Linked DNA regions of Drosophila melanogaster: region 2 is linked to region 1. A link is a contact called in public Hi-C data. All regions are on one chromosome and are shown on one strand. Each heading gives the region's core, a stretch centred on a gene start, on an enhancer-like site or on the middle of the called end of the contact. The rest is flanking DNA. Distances are from core to core; before and after follow the strand shown.

Region 1 (2,700 bases), core at 126-2,625:
AGTGGTGCCGTAAAGCGTCAGGGTCGCAGTGACACCTTTGCCACTGAGTTTGATCTCGAAACCGAGGAGTATGTGCCGCTGCCCAAGGGCGATGTCCACAAGAAGAAGGAGGTTATCCAGGATGTTACTCTGCACGATCTGGATGTGGCCAATGCTCGTCCACAGGGCGGCCAGGATGTGCTCTCCATGATGGGCCAGCTTATGAAGCCGAAGAAAACTGAAATCACTGGTTAGTTGTGTAATTTTCTTCCCATTCAAATTTACTAAAATACCATTTGATGAGCAGACAAACTACGCATGGAGATCAACAAGGTGGTAAACAAGTACATTGACCAGGGCATAGCCGAGCTGGTTCCCGGAGTTCTCTTCATCGATGAAATTCACATGCTTGATTTGGAGACCTTCACCTACCTACACAAGTCCCTGGAATCTCCCATTGCACCAATTGTGATTTTTGCCACCAATCGTGGACGCTGTGTTATTCGGTTAGAAATACTTAGCTCGTAAAACCTATTCGCATTATTAATAAGAGTTACCTCTTTCCAGTGGCACCACCGACATAGTTTCGCCGCACGGAATTCCGCTAGATCTGCTCGATCGTTTGCTGATCATCCGCACACTACTCTACTCCACTGCCGACATGGAGCAGATAATCAAGTTGCGCGCCCAGACCGAGGGACTGCAGCTGGAGGAGAACGCATTTACACGTCTCAGCGAGATTGGAACCAGCTCCACGCTGCGCTACGCCGTCCAGCTGCTGACCCCGGCTCATCAGATGTGCAAGGTGAACGGACGCAACCAGATCAGCAAGGATGATATCGAGGATGTGCACTCGCTCTTCCTTGACGCCAAGCGCTCCTCGAAGCATTTGTCCGAAAAGAACAATAAGTTTATGTTGTAAGTTTGACGATTCAAGCTGAATTGTAATTCCATTTGCACGGATTTCCCAGTAAAAATCAAATAATAAGCAATTTAATTTATTGTAATGATGTGGTAATTTGAAAACATTCAAATGATCATTTCAATGGCGCTTCAAACATCGACAAGAAAAGTGTGTACACACTTCAACTGAAAGTAAATCGGAAATTTTTGGTTGGTGTCTTAGCTAGATTAGGGCGAATCGTGAATTTCTTTCAACGGTTTTTTTAATTGATACGTAGATAAGCATATTTAAACGAACTCGGAGGACTAACCATTTTCTTTTTATAATTCGGTTGTTTGATTGTAATTATTTTGTCTTTCGTTTTCCGCTTAATCTTCCATATTTGCTGCTTGTGATCGCAGCGATATGGCAACTTCCACTCGCGCCACCCTCATTTTCCCACCATGCGACATCAGCTGCTCGCGTTGTTTGGCCAAGAATTCCAATTGGTGGTGAGTTCAGTTACTCAACGAGCGTCGAGCTGCGCACTGCCCCAAAATAAATAGCCAGGGAGCTCCGCTGAAGTGCATGCAGTGAATAGTATATTTAACGATTCGATTCGCGGCGTGGGCGTCTTCTTCTTTTTCGGCCCGTTCCCCTCGCGTCTTGCATCTTGCCTCTCGCTCGCTCCAACAACGCCGGCAACTGCACTTGGCGTGCGTGTGTGTGTGTAAGTGTGAGTGCGTTTGTGGTTTTCCGAAAGAATGTGAAATCATAATAAAAGTCGCGATTTGTTGTTGCTATTCCGCGCAATTAGCCACTATTTAACGCACATGTGTGTGTTTCGAGCTTATTTGTGTGTGAACAAAGCCAGGCAACCCGTTTTGGCGGAAATAAATGCAATCCTGATGGCAGGATCAAGGTAAAATGGAAACATTTGGGATCTATTGCATGAATGAACCAATGTTGAAGAAGCAGCACAAGCAGCAGCAGCAACAACAACACAGCGGCAGCTAGGAGAGCGAAAGAGAGCGAAGGCAAACAAACGAAAATACAATAATAAAAAAGAAGGAAAAACAACAAAAGGTAAGTGCGTGTAATGCGTGTACGTGTGTGTGTGTGTATGGGTCTGGAGGCCGCACCTCCCAATCAGAAAATTAGTGCTGTGTGGGTGCGCGTCACACTTATTTGTACTTATTTTTTCCGGCTTTAACTGTTATTATTATTTAAGTAGCACGAACGAGAGAATTACATAATTTCGGTATTTTTTTTGTGTCTCTCTTTTGAGACTCCGAATAGAAAGCGAAAGTATTCTTATGGGAACACACTAGCGTGTGCGTGTGTGTTTGTTTTATTTATGAATGGTGATTATGAGACTTGATAATTAATTGCCAGCATGCGTTGTGATTTGATTTCTGTGCGTACACCAGTTGAGCGGCTGTCTGTCTCTTTTGCACCCACAGCTGGTCATAAATCAAATAAGAATTTCACGCCACACAAATGAAAAGCAACAAACAAAAGAGACGAAGCGATGAACTCCCTCGCGCTCTGATCAGAACGGGAAGAAGAAGCAGCCGCATTTGCAGCTGCGCCGAGCGATCATTTTCGCATACTTCTTTCTTAATTTGTTTTTGCCGAGCCATTTTTAATGTGAAAATCTTGCGGGCGAAAATTGGTCGCCGCAGTTGGCCAAAAACATAACGCATAAACAACACATTTTATGGGACGCCGGTGGCGGCGCACTTACACAAGAAGAAATTTATCAATTTAAATTAAAAGACTTTATTTTGGTATAAATCATATTCGTTAAGTATGTATAGTTAATATTAAGTATTTTA
Region 2 (2,701 bases), core at 194-2,693, 47 kb after region 1:
GGGCCAAGATGGCAAGGGTGGGCACCAAGAACGATATAGTTCCGCCCTGAACAATGGGCAAACGGACGCCCCACGTGGCCTGGAAGTAGGTAACGATGCCCGTGACGAAGATCATCGTAGAGATGATGATGCCCCGGTTGGCGTCCTCATCGGACATGCACAACGCCGGCGTCAGGATGAAAGGTATGGAAACAATGGCTCCAATCATGGTCAGGTAGTGCTGGAATGCGAGGAAGATGCTCAAGTACCATGGGGGATTATCGTTGATGGCGTAGAGCAGTTGCGGCTTGGGTTTCTCATTACTTGGAGGCGTGTTAGCTGCTTGAGAGTAGGACTTGGAAGCATCTGTCTGGAAATTAATCAATATGCAACATCAAATTATTTTCAACTAAACACTGCTCAAAAGACTACAGTTTTTATTTTATATAAATAGTTTCTTTTTAATTAAACGCCTTTTCCATATAAGCATTTACCTATTTGTAAAAGGATGATCAATGGGCATCGTACAATTTCAATTTGTTACCATCAATTAATTAATAATTGAAAGTAAAATCTTCATCAATATTATTGATCAGTGTAATTATATTTTCTTAATGCAAATATCTATTTGTTTATGCAAATGAGTGGTTTTTAGTATCGGGCATAGAGATATTCTCTCATTTTATTGTATAATTGCAGAGTACTGAAAATTCATTGTTTTATTTATGAGATTTGCTATTAATGTTTTGAATTTATTAACATAACAATATGGCTTAAAACGCCCCATGGGGGGCGGAATTTAATCTTGGCCCGAGTTTGACTGACGGCTCTGGTCTCCAATCGTGATTAATTGAGCGTTAGTATCAGTGCTTCGATCGCTGGCGACGGTTTTTTCTCAGCTTGTTGAGATCAGTGATTTTAATTAGACCATAAATTAATAGCTGATTGGCTGTGGTGGTACTTAATAAATCAGCTTGTTGTCAGCTCATGCATTGCGGACCGAAAGGTATGCGCCGCATAAATATAACAAATCGTTTTGATCGGCAGTTACTTACTGGCGCAGATCGTTGAAAAAATAATTTGTGAATGAACTGTTAATTACTGGGTGTTATCTTAGCGTCTTACCCCTTAAAAACGCATATGTATAACACATCGGCAACAATTAAGTGGGAAATGCAACTGAGTGAAGAAGTGCCTCGCAAAACAAAATCCGATAAAAATCAAAATAGGAACAGATCAATTGGGGGAATTCCTCTTACATAAAATCACGCGTTCAGTTATTATTTGGTTATGCAAAGAAACATTGGACTTACGGCGTCCTCGATGGTAACATTGTTCAGCTCCATGATCAGGCGAGCTCACACTTTATATCCGCCATAAACTAATTGGGCTAACGCACGGGAAAAGACTCCCGAAGAATTCCGCTGTACGTCCGAGCGCGACAAAGCCCCGATACTCAATGGCGTGATCTTTCTATCGAAAATGTTTTATCGCAGAGAGCTGGAAGCCTTCAGTTCAAGAGCATCTGAGCGCACTGGTGCTCTCTAGAATGGTTCTCTACACAGAACAGGGCATAGTGAAAGTAAAATAAATTAACTTGCCAATTCACAACTCATTACAACTCGAGTGCCAAGAAAAATAAGCTACATATTTTAAAAAAATCAGTTTTTACCAAAGTACCTTAAAACATTACCATCTCAGTTGAGCAACCGAAAAAACACCGCAAAGGGATTATAATATTTAATGATTCCCAATTAAAGTGACAAAGTTGGCATCATAAAGATAAACATGCCGAATGTGATAAAGTAGTATATATTATCTTTCTCTTTCGTTAGACGACGAAAATATTTATGATCAGCATTTAGTCCAAATATTTGAAAGCATACTTTTGGGGGAAACAAAATATATCTCGGATTTTATTTCAATTGAAAAATTAACTGTTCATATTCTTGTGTCAATATTTAACTAAATCACTACGTTCATACATAGTTTAATACACATTAATTTAGTTTTGGTGGTTTTTGTTGTTGTAACTGTTTTATAATGGTGATATTTTCATTCTATTCTATACACACACGGATTATTCTTGTAGAAATTGATAGATCCTTTCATATAAGCATTTATAAAAAGTTCGATACAATAATCTCATACATACTTGTATGAAGTGGGATATTCAGTTTGTTTAATGGAAAGATTCTGACAATGCTTTTTTAATGGGAGTGTATGCATTTTGTATGTGTGCACGCCCTCTTCTGCGCAAAGTTCCTTAGCGTAGTTTGTATAACATTAATCATTACGGTTCCATTAAGTAAAGCACACCAAGTTCTGTTGCAGTCTCTCTTACAAAAATTAAATCAAGTAAAGCCATAAAACAAAACTCATGCATATAAATAAAAATGTCTAGGGCAGCGCAGTGCGGTAGGCGAGCAGCATCATTTTATATCCATCTCCAGCATCCTCGGGCAACCAGAGACTATTAGCTCTTCCTTCTCTATCTATTGCCACATACTGCTCTCGTTCTCCGTATCACTTAAAATTTCCACGACCTCTTCCTCGCCCGTCAGCAAACCCTCTTCTTGCGGGAAACCCTTAAAGCCATCGTCCACTTCTCCATCGCCTTCGGCATCGCCATCAGCTTCGCATTCATCCGCATTCTCGCCGAGCAGGGTAATATCGGTCACTATGGCATCATCCGGTTGCGCTTGGACGGTATTTGTGGCTG

The links. Hi-C and Micro-C count contacts between places; a contact is called where the count stands out from the background.
Region 2: a Hi-C map of the Kc167 cell line shows a contact between it and region 1, with 2.3 times the contacts expected there. The contact joins the promoter of CG6293 here to the promoter of Nuak in region 1. A contact is called at or near these places in 37 of 107 Hi-C or Micro-C datasets (the Clone 8 cell line, the Kc167 cell line, the ML-DmBG3-c2 cell line and 9 more) and 4 of 6 datasets of contacts at active chromatin or transcription factors (the Kc167 cell line and the S2 cell line).

The regions. Positions count from the first base shown.
Region 1 is chr3R:10,262,931-10,265,630 of dm6, forward strand. It overlaps Nuak (Nuak family kinase), which reads left to right and starts at 1,376. Exons shown (of 14, transcript NM_001382102.1): 1 at 1,376-1,948. It overlaps pont (pontin), which reads left to right. Exons shown (of 3, transcript NM_144351.4): 1 at 1-229; 2 at 287-485; 3 at 547-969. The coding sequence ends at 901.
Region 2 is chr3R:10,310,170-10,312,870 of dm6, forward strand. It overlaps CG6293, which reads right to left and starts at 1,444. Exons shown (of 4, transcript NM_001275530.1): 1 at 1,293-1,444; 2 at 1-349. The coding sequence starts at 1,325. It overlaps Bruce (BIR repeat containing ubiquitin-conjugating enzyme), which reads right to left. Exons shown (of 32, transcript NM_141738.5): 32 at 1,870-2,701. The coding sequence ends at 2,475.